Regions from separate parts of the Ovis aries genome. Here region 1 is linked to region 2. Evidence: chromatin contacts called from public Hi-C data. All regions are on one chromosome and are shown on one strand. Each heading gives the region's core, a stretch centred on a gene start, on an enhancer-like site or on the middle of the called end of the contact. The rest is flanking DNA. Distances are from core to core; before and after follow the strand shown. Region 1 holds the start of SKI (SKI proto-oncogene). Region 2 overlaps MORN1 (MORN repeat containing 1).

Region 1 (5,839 bases), core at 1,191-3,690, 70 kb after region 2:
AGAGCCTTGTGCGAGTGCACCACGAACTTGTGCGGCGGGTACATGAGGCGGCAGTCGAGGCACTGGATGCAGGCGGCGCTTGGGCTGCTGTAGAGCTCGGGCACCAGCAGCCCCTTGCACTTGCCGAAGCACTCGTGGTACACACGCACACTGCGCTCGCTGAGCTCCAGGCCCAGCGCCAGGCTGGCCGCCAGCTCCTTCTTGCAGGGCGGCGGGTAGGCGCCGCCGTACAGCAGCGCGTTGCACAGGCGCTCGGCGTCCGTCTTGGTGATGAGCCCGCACGAGGGCGCCGAGAAGGGCAGGATGCCCATGACTTTGAGGATCTCCAGCTGGTCGGCCGTGCAGCGCGAGCAGTAGATGTGAAGCTCGTCGCACACCGAGTTGATCTGTTGCAGCGAGAAGTCGCGCAGCACGGAGTTGAGGATCTGCGGCAGACACAGCCGCTTCTCGCCGCCCACCACGAAACACGAGATGGTCTCGCCCTCCAGCACGGTCTCGCAGCGCTCCGTGGAGCGGTCGGACGGCATGAAGAAGGGCCCGGGTAGCACGGGCGGCGGCGGCTGGATGGCGGGCAGGTGCAGCACCGGCGGGGGTTCGGCGGCCGCGGGCACCGGCGCCGGCACCGCGGCCGCGCCCGCCTCCTTGGCGCTCTCCTTCTTGTAGGCCTCCTGCGCCCAGCGCGCCGAGAAGGCGGCCGGGCCGCCCAGCGAGCTCATGGAGCTGAGGTGGAACTGCTCCAGCGTCTTCTGCAGCCCCGGGTGCGGTTGGAAGCCGCCGCGGCCGCCCGCCGCCGCCTCCATGGTGCGCTCCGGCTCCCCAGGCCGCTCCCGCTCCCGCGTGCCCGGGCCCCCGCGGCCCCCGCCGCCGCCCCGCGCGCCCCGGCGGCGCCCCCGGCCCCGGCCCCGGCCGCCCCCCGCCGCCGGCTCCCGGCCGATCACGGCCGCGGCCTCGGCCTCGCCCGGGGGCCCGAAGGGGAAGGCGGGCGGGGCGAAGGGGTCCCGCCGCTGGAGCCCGCCGCCGCCGCCCGGGCCCGGCGCCACATCCACGCGCCCCGCGCCGCGCCCGCCGCCGCCCGGGCCCCCCGCGCGCCCCCCGCGCGCCCCCCGGGCCCTAGGCGCGGGGCATGCCCCAGCGCGCGCCGCCAACGCCAACGCCAACGCTCGCGGGCCCGGGGCTCGCGGGGGGCGCGCGGGCAGGTGCCGGCGCCGCGAGGCGCGAATCGCCGCGGCGGCCGAGGCCGAGGGGCCCGGGAGGAGCGGGGGCGCGGGCGCGGGGCCCGCCGGGCCGTCCTCGCGCGGCGCGCCGCCGCCGCCCCGCTCCTCCCACCGCGCGGCGCCCGCCCGGCTCGTCCCGGCGGCGCTGGCCGGCCGCGTTGCGCCCGCCGCCGGCCTCCCGGCCCGGCCCGCACCCACCCCGCCGCCCGCGCCCGGCTCCGCGGCCTGCCCACCCGCCCGCCCGCCCGCGCACGCGGCTTCCGGGGCGGCGGAGCGCCTGTGGGGCGGCCTCAGACCGCGGCGGCGGCGGCGGCGCGGGGCTCGGCGCACATCCTCCCGGCGGCTCGCTCCAGCTCGGACTGAGCGCCCGGCGCTGAGCTCACGCCGCCGCCCCGCCCCGCGTCCCGCCCCGCCCCGCGCCACCGCCCCGCCCCGAGCGTCGTCTGGGGCCGCGCGTCGGCCTCAGCCGAGCGCCAGCCAGGAATGCGCCCGCCGCCCCCCCGGCCAGGCTCTTCCAGGAACGCGCGCTCCCCCCGCCCGCGCTCGGCGCTCCGCCTCACTCGGCCGCATTCGGGTCCGCCCTCCGGCCCGGGACTCGGATCCGCTCGGCTGGTCTCGGGCCTGCCCGCCCGCGACTCGGCTTCGCTCGGCTACTCTCGGCCCCGCCCGTCCGGGACTCAGCTCCGTTCGGCTCCGTTCGGGCCCGCTCGCCGGAAGGCCGCTCGGCGGGGGCGGTGGCTGCGCCCCGGGCCCCCCATCCGGTGGAGGCTGTTTCCTGCGCGGCTGCGAAGGCGCCCGTCCAGCCGCCGTGTCGCCGCCGGAGCCCAGAAACCCACACAGGGCCCCCCCACCACAACCGCAAACCAGCTGAGGGGCGGACGGATGGGGCCGGCGCACCCTCTACCGCACGCCTCCCGGCCCAGCCCCCCGGGTCCCCACGCACGTGACGAGGCAATATGACCCAAGTCCCACGCAGGACTAGGACACCGAGCCAGACGACGTGGGTTACTACAGGATGGCAACACCCCAGAGACCCCACACGGGAGACAGGCACCGTGCAGACTGTTCTGGGGGTCCCCCCGAGCAATGCAGGCGCAACACAGCAACCCCCAAAGGATGACTGGCTGCAGGGCCGACCACCCCACGACCCTGCTCGATGGTCCCCCACACAGCTACTTTGTGCGCCCACCGCCAGTTCCAGGGCAGGGCTTGCGTCCAGGTTACCATGAGGCCGGGGCTTCTCAGGAACCTGGCTCCTGCCTGCGTGCCCCGAGCACGCTGGCCCTACCCTTACCCAACAGCTCCCAGGCTCAAAGAGCCATTTTACATCTGCAGGGCACCCAGGGCAGGGCCAGTGTGAGATCACACTGTCCATCCTTCTGCACCCTGGCTCTATCACGAAGGACAGACAGACCAGAAAGCGCTGGGTGGGACAAGACAAGGGCCTGAGGTTGGACAGGCTGACCGGGTGGCCCCCAGAGGAAACAGTGTCTAGCAGAGTCCTGGGAGCTTGGGACTTGAGATCTAGAAGACAGTTCTGGTTGTGCTTAACTCAAGGGCAGAGGGACAGTCCAGCCCAGCTAGGCAGTGGCGACTTTTCTTCCAAAGGACCGGGGCACCCAAGCTGGCCCAGACACTGGAGGACACATGGGGGGCCCACAGTGTTGGGCAGAGGTGAGAGGGCCCACCCACTTCAGCCTGTGTGACCTTCAGCTTGGACCTTACTGCTCCTGACTCCCCTTTGGAGATGGAAACTGGCCCCAAACCAGCATTCCTGCCCCGGGGAGCTGAATGGGTGTCTCTGCAGGCATGGACAAGTGTCCAGAGAGGCAGCAAGAATGGGCAGAGACCCCACATCTGTATGGCTGCAGAATCTCATGGGGGGACCTTGTGGTTCAGGGTGCATTGCTCTACATCTGAAGAACTGACAGCTCCCTACCGTGAGCGTGAACCCTCTCCTACCCACATGTCCACTGAACACCAGGTTTTCCTATGGCTGCCAACACAGGAAAACTAGGAAAGGGGTCCATACAAAACAAGAAAAGAGATGTCTTTGCTTTCGCAGACTCCATGGTGCTGGAGAAGATTCTTGAGTGTCCCTTGGACTGCAAGGAAATCAAACCAGTCAGTCCTAAAGGAAATCAACCCTGAATATTCATTGGAAGGACTGAACCTGAAGCTGAAGATCCAATACTTCGGCCACCTGATGTGAAGAACTGACTCACTGGAAAAGACCCTGATGCTGGGAAAGATTGACAGCAGGAGGAGAAGGGAGCAACAGAGGATGAGACAGTTGGATGTCAGCACCGATTCAATGGACATGAGTTTGAGCAAACTCTCGGAGATGGTGAAGGAGGACAGGGAAGCCTGGCATGCTGCTGTCCATGGGGTCGCAGAGTCAGACATGACTTCGCAAGTAAACAACATCTGGACCAAAAATTTTCTGTTGTACCTGAGTCTGTTCCTTCTACATGGCTTTGACTCCCATACAATCAGGTGACTTGTAATTGAAAGAAGGTGGTTGGAAGGCTGGACAGGGAGGGTTTTCAGCCAAACGCTCGATTCCTCCCGCTCCTTCAGCCAAGCCATCATTCTCAGGAGGGCCAAGAGCCTGAGGGCCCCTGGATGGGCAGTGCCTGACTCCAGGGGGCCCCCTCCCCTCTGCCTTCTGGCTTTGCAGGGCTCCAGGAAGGGGTCTTAAGAGGGGACCAAGTGGAGGAGACAACACTCCCAGAGCTTGAGAACCCAGGTTGAAGCCAAAGTGACTGTGCATAGGTGAGGGGTGAAGGGCCCTGAGATTCAGGAAAGGGCCTGGACTGGTTTGTAAAACTTCACTGCTTCAGTGGACTTTGAGGTTTCCTTCCCCAAAAGATGTTGGAGTTTCTAGAGCAGCTGAGCCCACCCCAACCACCATGGGCCAGGGCTGCTGTGCCTAGAGAGTCAGTCCGGTCCTGTCTTCTCCACAAGCCCAGCTGGGGCCCCACCTGTTGACCTTCCTCCCATCAACTCATCACTGCAGCTGTCCTGGCAAGTGGCCTACTCCTCCCACTGACCACTGCTACAGGCCACTCACCTCGCTGGCAGGTGGAGGGGCCAGGCCACAGGTACAGCCATGTCTGGGGGCAGAGGAGGAACCCAGTGCACCAGGCCACCCAGCTCACTCCCCAGCCCTTGCTGCACTGATGGGTATGGGCAGCTGGTCGTGCACATGTTTGCTCAAGAGATAAACATGCACTTATGGAATGCATACCCCCATGGGCATGAGCCAAGTTCTGGGACCAGTGGGGAAGGAGACCAAATCCTGCCTTGTGTGGCATCCGTCTCCTGCAGCCAAGGAGGCCAAGGATGGACAAACCTGCTTGTAAGGGAGCAAGGTCATTCAGGCCCCTCAGAGGCCTCCAGCAGCTGGGTGCTGGCTTTTGGAACTGGCAGCGCCCCAGGACCCAGGAGATGAGCATGCTGGCAGTGATGTGGTATCCATTGCCACGGGGAACAGCTTAGACGCCCAGCTGGGAGAATGGACCAGGAGACTCAAGTCAGCAAGTGCTTACAGAGACGCCCACAGACAGCTTCCCTGGAGGACCAGCCTTGCCCTCCTTGGTCCCACCTGCTCCCTTATCCCTGCTCCCTGGGAAGAAAACACTTGGCCTCAAACAAGCACAGACTGCCATTGTCAGGAAAGGGCTAAGATCCTGTTTATCTTTATGTTGTTTAGTGGTTTGTTTGATTTTTGGCTGTGCTGAGTCTTCGTTGCTTAGCCGCAAGCAGGGGCTGCCCTTCACTGCTTGGCTTCTCCTTGCAGTGGCTTCTTTTGCTGAAGGCTCTAGAGTGTGGCCCAGTGGTTCGTAGCACACAGGCTTTGCTGCTCTGTGGCATGTGGACTCTTCCCGGGCCAGGGACTGAACCTATGTCCCCTGCTTTGGCAGGCAGATTCTTATCCACTACGCCACTGGGGAAGTCCCTAAGATACTGTTTCAAAACTTTAAATTTGAAAAAAAAAAATCACTTAAGTAACACAAGTTTGATAAAAACTTAAACCTTTTACCTTAGTTTGGGTTCCACTGAAGCAGATCCTGAGACTTGGGTCCAAAGATTTGGGTCCAAACAGTGTGTCTGGGAGATGTTTCCAGGTGGGAGGAAGGTGGGCAGAGGGAAGGCATGTGTGTCACCAGCCTGCCACTTCAGGCTCCTGGAACTGGACTGTGGAGCCCAGAGCGATGCCATGGGGCTGTCCTGATTGAGGTCAGAGCCTGAGGAGGAAAAAGACATCTGCTGGCCAGGCAGCTTGATTACTTATGGGATTGAGCCAATAAGGAAATGAATTATTGGTGACAAGTCAGATGGGAATTTTAAAATGGAAAGGAATAAATAAGTGCAAGGCATTGAATTGGACTTATCCATGTGGACGCATGAGACTGTAAACGGGGATGCATGTTTGTACAGGCGTCCATATAACCCCGAGCTCTCCCCAGGGAAAGGCCTTGAGAGGAGAGACACCCCCAACAGCAGCAAGCACCCTGAGAAGCTGTGTCTTGGCTTCTAAGTGCCATCCTCCACTAAAAGGAAGCAGGGTCCTTTGGAAAAACAGTTGGTCATAGGGCTTGGGCAGAGAGAGGGTAGAAAGA
Region 2 (6,191 bases), core at 3,485-5,984:
ACTGCCAGAGTCTGGACTCAACCCAGACTGCCCAGGGCTGTCCCCTGACCAGGCTGCAGAAAAGGGCCCCCGCCCTCTCCCAGCCAGTCAGCCTCATAGACTGGTTGCCATGGCCAGATCTGGTCTGGGGATCCACACCCCATGCGCTACCTATGTGTTCATTTCAAAGCTTGGAAAACTGACAGCCACAGGGTCAGGGCCAGAATCCATGCCCTGAGCCCCCTGGCCTGTGGGTCTGTGGTAGATAGGGCCGCTGGGAACTCCTGACCCACTAGGGAACCAGTCTCCCCAGAACGTGAACCACTTCGCCACTGCCCTCGGTGCACCTGGCCAGGGCCCCCACTGCCTGCTCCCCCACCTCCTGCTTCCACTCAGCTGCTCCAGCCAAAGAATGGGGTGTGTGTAGGTGCCCCACTCGCCAGAGTCTGGCCAGCCAGCCTCAAGCTTCTTATCCCATCATGGCCCTTTTCTCACCTCTACCCATTGGCTCTCCTGACCTGAGACATGAGGAAAGGCACTGAGAAGCCACAGAACATGGAGCTTGGCTGTGGCACCCACACTGTGCCCAGGATCAGTGGGCATCGCCTTGGCAACGGCTCTCCTGGGGGACAGACGTGCTCGTGGTCATTTTCATGGACAGGACCCAGGGCAGATTCCTGGGGCCTCTGTGACCCCGGTGCAGTCCTGTGTAGCGCCAGCTCCAGAAGGATGCTCTCTGGGCCTCCAGAAGGGAGAGGCATGGCCAGGGGACAGCCAGTGGACTGGCAGAGGGCAAGGCCCCCGGGCCTCATGGGGGGCCACCAGGGACTTCACTACAAGCATCGTCTCACAGGGACACATCTGTCAGATCGAGATGCCACTGGGGGGCCTGGAAGGACAAGGCCACACAGCAGGTGCAGGGTGAGGGGGCAGGAGTTGGAAGCTGCCCTGCACCAAGGAGTCCCACCCTTCAGGGCCGGTCACTGGGAGACAAGCTGGGGCTCTCTGGGCACCAGCCTTGGTTTGGTCTGTTCAGGCTTCTGCTTCCAGCCAAGGTGGATCACAAGGGGCCGGACTCGCTCTCCCATGAGGACACACGTAATTAACTGGACAAGATACACAACAGAGCTAGAGACATTTCACGTTTGATGTTGAAGGGCGGGGATCCATTGCAGTGGGAGCCCCCAGTATGCTATCCCCAGAGTCTCCAACTGCGGCGCAGGAAGGGGATTCGGGCAGGTTCAGGAGTACCCCCGAGGGGAGACACGGAGTGGGAGGCCTGGAAAGCCAAGGCAGTGAGAGTTTGCTGGACGGGAGCCCTGGAGAGGAGGGAGCCCTAGATCTGTGCTCTGCATGAGAGGATCAATTGTGCCGGAGGCCAGGAAAGGCCCACCAAGAGGGTCAAAGGGAGTCATGCCCAGAACTCAAGCAAGATGTGAAAAGTGGGGGCTCATTCTGACAGCCAGGCTGAATTTACAGAGTGTCGGCATAATACTCACAAGGGTCCTACCTTACAAGAATCAAACTTTTTAAGCAGTGTAACAGCATTGAGGATATGTACAAGAATACAAAGTATCCAGCCTGCAAGAGGGTAACCCCAGTGTCTGGCATCTTTTCAAAGATCACCAGGCACGCAGGGAATGCAGGAAGGCAGGCCCCATAATGAGAGTAAATCCATCAATCAAAACTGAGCCTGAATGACAGCGCTGAAAGAATCTGTAGACAAAGACGCTGGACAGGTGATAACTGGACAGGACACGGAAGGTACGAAAAGACGGAATCAAACGTCTGGAGGTTGAAACTGCAATGTCCGAGGGAGGGGTAACAGCTGTAAAGAGGGCAAGTGGATCCAAAGTGAAACCCAGAGAGAAAGACATGACCAGACCCAGTAAGCCAATCCTGCTTACGGAACCCTGAGACTTCAAAAAGCCAAACAGACACAAAAATCAGAGCTTCCAAAGTGATGTGGTGAGGAGAAAATGGAAAAAATATTTGAAGAAATAATGGCCAGAAGTTTTTCAAATTTGATGACAACTATGAACCCACAGGTACCAGACAATGGAGAATCCCAAGCACAAGAAACAGGAGCACAAAGACTCTAACCACAGGGCGGGGGATTGCAGGACACCCAGGGGTACACCCCGGGGTACACCCAGCCCCTCCCGCATCCCTCCCCACCCCACCCAAACCTGAGTTACGGATCTCCCCCATGTGCTTTCCCCCGACCTGGGGTCCAGGTGGAGTCTGAGAGGCAGCCCGTCAAGTGTCCCAGCTCCAAGCCCTCCTGATTCCAGTGCTGTGTACACCAGGGGGGTCCAGTCGGCACTTCTGGGCCCAGACAGAACCACCACCTCACACATCGCCCAGGCTGCAGCTATGCCCGCGGGTCCACGAGAACCATCAGTTAACCTGCACCTCCGGCAGCTCCTTCCTGACTCTGCCTGTTTTCTTGAAGCCCTGGGGGTTCTGTAAAAACTCTCAGGATTCTTGTAACCCGGTTTATTTCTCTTAAAGCTGGCAGCCTGACAGGCTCTGGTTATTCTTAGAGCTGAATTATTTATCTGCCTCCCCTCCTTACCCGCACTTCAAAATCTTTAACGTGGCTCCTGGGTCCAAGCCAAGGCCCATTTTCCCCTACTCGAAATGAAATAATTTTGAAATCTTTTGTCTTTAATTTTTTATCACCCAAACCATGTATGTGGTATCGAAGCTTGGCACGGGGTCAGAACCTGGTGGGTCACCAAGCCTGTGCAAGGAGGCCCCCCGGGCTCTGAGAACAGGAAACCGCTGGCCAGGGAGGACGGGTGGGCGTTGCCTGGTTCCCCCAGGTCCCTTTGGAGGATAATTTGGGGCAAATAATTCAGGATAATTCACACCTCGGACTCTGCCTCCCAGAGAGGATCCGGGGTGGCCATCCATGCGTCACCGGCTCCCTTGTCCCCCGAGGATGCTTGGGGGCCCTGAGGGTCTGACCTGGAGGAGAAACGGAGGAGGCGGCCAGGAGTCAACTGGGCGCAGGGCCCCGTGTGGGCAATCTGCATTCTCCTGGAGATGATGCCAGCTGGTCCTTGCCAGGGACACAGCCGGGTCCTCCTTGGGCAGGTGATCCTCCCCTGCGGGCAGGCAGGGTGAGCCTGTCACACAGCAAAGCAGAAGCTGGAGCGGTTGAGACAGACAAGCTGAGACTGGGCCTCACGGGGAACAGCTGCAGCAGCTGCGGCCACAGGTGAGGGGCTCCAGGCCTCAGAGGTGTGGGCCCAGCCCCTCCTGTCTTCACCTGCTGCCTCTCCTCTCCCGCCTCATGTGGGGGGTGCCAGTGCCCCAGGGCCCCACGCCCGCTGAGTCCTGGCTGCCGCTTGTCACTTCTTGCTGGAAAATAAGCACAGCTCTCACATCCCCTCCACACAGACGCCGCGTGTCCTCGAGACCTGCAGCTCTGGCGCCCACTTCTCAGAGCTGCTCCTGGATTCTGCATGCGCAGCGCCCGTGGGGTGGACAGGACCGGGTTTGTCTGTCTCCACCTCCATCCGTCCATGGGCATGTCTGGGATTAGATGGTGGGGTTCAGGGGCTGAGGGCCCAGGGGGTCCAAAGCCTCACAGGGACACCCCCCCAGGTGCAGGCAGAGCAAAGAGAAGTTGAGGACAGGATGGTCACATGAGGGCTGGCCTGCGGCCGCTACCATCCTCAGGCCTAGAGGCCAGAGGCCCAGACTCAGGGGCCAGGCTGTGCATTCAAAGCTTCCTCCTCTCTCCCCACAGGCTTGATGGGGCGGCCAAGGCGGAGCCGGCAGCAGAGGCCTTCCCAGGTAGGCAGGCAGCTCCCAAACACGGTCACGTGGAGCATCCCCAGCTGTCACTCCACCATCCCAGCAGAACCTTTGTGTCCACCCCTGAGCACATCGTCATAAAGGGCAGCTCCGGGGCTCCATGTGGGCCCCAAGGCACATGAAGCTGCCCCCAACCATGCTCTCCGGGCCCTCCGAAGGAGCTCCAAGAGGGCCTGGGCAGGAGGAGGGTGTGCCAACGGGCTGAGGGTCTTCCCAAGCCTTGGTCCCCTCAAAGGACTGCATATGCCAGGCCAGGGTACCTCCCGTCCCCTCGGCCACGGCGAAAAACCCTGGCTCCTGTCTCTAGGATCCTGATCAGGAGGCCAGTAGGCCTCCAGGTGTGGGCCCCCCCGACGCCTTGTGCAGCGGTGAGTGCTGGCAAGCCCTGCTGGCTGACTGCAGCTGGAAAGGCCCTGTGCGGGGCACGGCCGGGGGTCCAGGCAGTGCCCCCATCTTTCCTTTGGGCTGGTCCTCACTGTCCCAACAGCCACACACACCTACCAACCAGCCAGTAGGGTCAGCACCAAGGTCACCCCCAGCAGAACCCTAGGACCCCACATGCCGAGGCGGCGGTGGAGAGGTTGCCCTCCCACCCCCACCCCGTGCACCACCTGGGAGAGGCTGGCAGGGACAGGCTGGATGTCCAGGCTGTGAGGGGCGAAGCCAGGTGGACGGCTCTGTAACGTGGGTCAGGCCGGGCCAGGCCAGGCTGGGCGCCGGGCCCATGGCAGGACCACGTGGCGGTTGGGGCCAGGCCTCGGGTGGTTTCTGAGGCAGGCAAGGGGGCCCCCGGCCAGGCCTTTCCCATCTGCTGGGAGAAGGGCGGCCTCAGGAACAAGGTCAGCTGAGGGCTAGGACTCGGCTCTGAGGCCGCTCCCCCACCGGTCGGCGCCCTCAGCCGCGGCTGGAGTGGCTGCATGTTCCCGGGAACACCTAGAAACCGGCTGCTTGGAAACACTCTGCGTTGCCATGCGCAGCGTTCCTCCAGGCCCGCCAGGGAGGCCCGGTGCCCCGGCTGCGGAATGTGGGCCCCCTCCCGGCCCCCCCGGCCCCCCAGAACCGTGATTTCTTCTGAAGGAACTGACTCAAGGCTGAGCAAATTCCTGCCAGCCCCAGAGGCCTTTTCTTGTCCGCCCCAGGAAACACGGGGCAGCCACGGGCCTCCAGGCTGGCCTGAGTCGGAGGGCAGCTGCGCAGCCAGGGAAGCAGCCTGTTTTCCAGGCCCGGGTGCTGGAATGTTCCCTGACGGTGGGAGCGGACTCCCGCGCCCCCTTCGGCTGCGGCTGCATTCCTGGTGGGAGCCCCGGCCAGCCCGGCGAGCTTTTTCCGCGCTCCGGTGCCAGCCCCCGCGGGCTCGGGCGGGAGAGGACGGTTTCCACGGCAACCTCACTTTCTGTTATTTCTTATTTTCTTTTTTATGGTTTCTCCAACTTTGAAGCTCTCCAGACAGTTTACAGACTATGGAGGAAAAGTACTTCCTTCTCTCCCCACGTCCCCCATCAGGCGGCCCCCCATCCCACCCCACCCCCAGAGCCGCCCCTTCCCACAAAACAAGCCAGACAGCCATGTCTTCAGAGGCTAATTATTTTTAAAAACATTCTAGAGGAAGTTAATTATTTTTCTCCTAAAAAGATAGGAACGTATTTTCGAAAGAACCCCTGCCCTAAGCCACACGGCCCCACTGGCGGGGAGGGGAGTCCTTGAGCTGGTCTGCGTCCCTGGTGTGGCCCCCACTCCCACCCTAGGACATGGAGCCATCACTGGGCCTGTGTCCTGAGGTGGGAGGTGGCTTCACTCACCCCCAATGTACTTACTTAGATTGTACCCCCAGCACCCCAGGAAGAGAAAGGCCTGCTGCCCTAGACCAGGCACTGAGCCGGGGGCCCTGAGGGTGGGAGCCGAGGATCTGAGGGTGGCAGGAGCTGAGTCCAAGTGCCCGTCTCTTGCAGGCGAGTATGTCATCATGATTCGCGATGTGACCACCCCTCCATTCCTGGGCCACACGCTGTCCATGGCCTTCAAACACCTTCGGGTCTTGGCAAGGGGGGCAGGCCAACAGCCCCATGTCCCCAGTGAAGACCTGGAAGCCCTGAGCTGGAGGGGTGCCCAAGACTCCCGCCACTAGTTGAGCCTTTAATAAAAGGCTCAACAACCACTTCTGAGTGCTAGCCAGAGGGCGCGGCCCCTGCCTGAACACCCAGAACCAGGCCGGCTCATCTGGGCCTCCCAAGGCTGGGCGGGTGTGACCAGTGCCCTTCTCCACTGTCTCGGCTATCCATGCTTTCCCCGGGGGGAGCCCGGGCCAGTCAGCGCCTGCTTCCCACCATCCCTGCCCTGGTGGGCAGCTCAGGGGCCTTCCCAGAGCTGGGGGCCACGACCGCTCC

The links. A called contact is a pair of places that touch in the nucleus more often than the background predicts.
Region 1: a Hi-C map of muscle shows a contact between it and region 2, with 2.3 times the contacts expected there. The contact joins the promoter of SKI here to the enhancer-like site in region 2. A contact is called at or near these places in 7 of 16 Hi-C or Micro-C datasets (blood, hypothalamus, muscle and 3 more).

Annotation. Positions count from the first base shown.
Region 1 is chr12:49,878,615-49,884,453 of ARS-UI_Ramb_v3.0, forward strand. It overlaps SKI (SKI proto-oncogene), which reads right to left and starts at 2,441. Exons shown (of 9, transcript XM_027975748.3): 1 at 2,352-2,441; 2 at 1,775-2,081; 3 at 1-1,657. The coding sequence starts at 2,441. LOC121820795 (a long non-coding RNA gene) reads right to left here. Exons shown (of 3, transcript XR_006061495.2): 2 at 5,260-5,464; 3 at 3,643-4,723.
Region 2 is chr12:49,806,412-49,812,602 of ARS-UI_Ramb_v3.0, forward strand. MORN1 (MORN repeat containing 1) reads left to right here. Exons shown (of 14, transcript XM_042257381.2): 13 at 3,740-3,786; 14 at 5,757-5,962. The coding sequence ends at 5,932. LOC121820794 (a long non-coding RNA gene) reads right to left here. Exons shown (of 2, transcript XR_006061494.2): 2 at 5,376-6,191. Among named protein-coding and RNA genes, the nearest start is that of MORN1, 46 kb to the left of the region's middle. Within about 2 kb of position 4,735, at least 29 of the 54 cell types and tissues checked have an H3K27ac peak or open chromatin away from gene starts, as enhancers often do. A contact at or near this core is called in hypothalamus, muscle and tail adipose tissue, where this site is marked.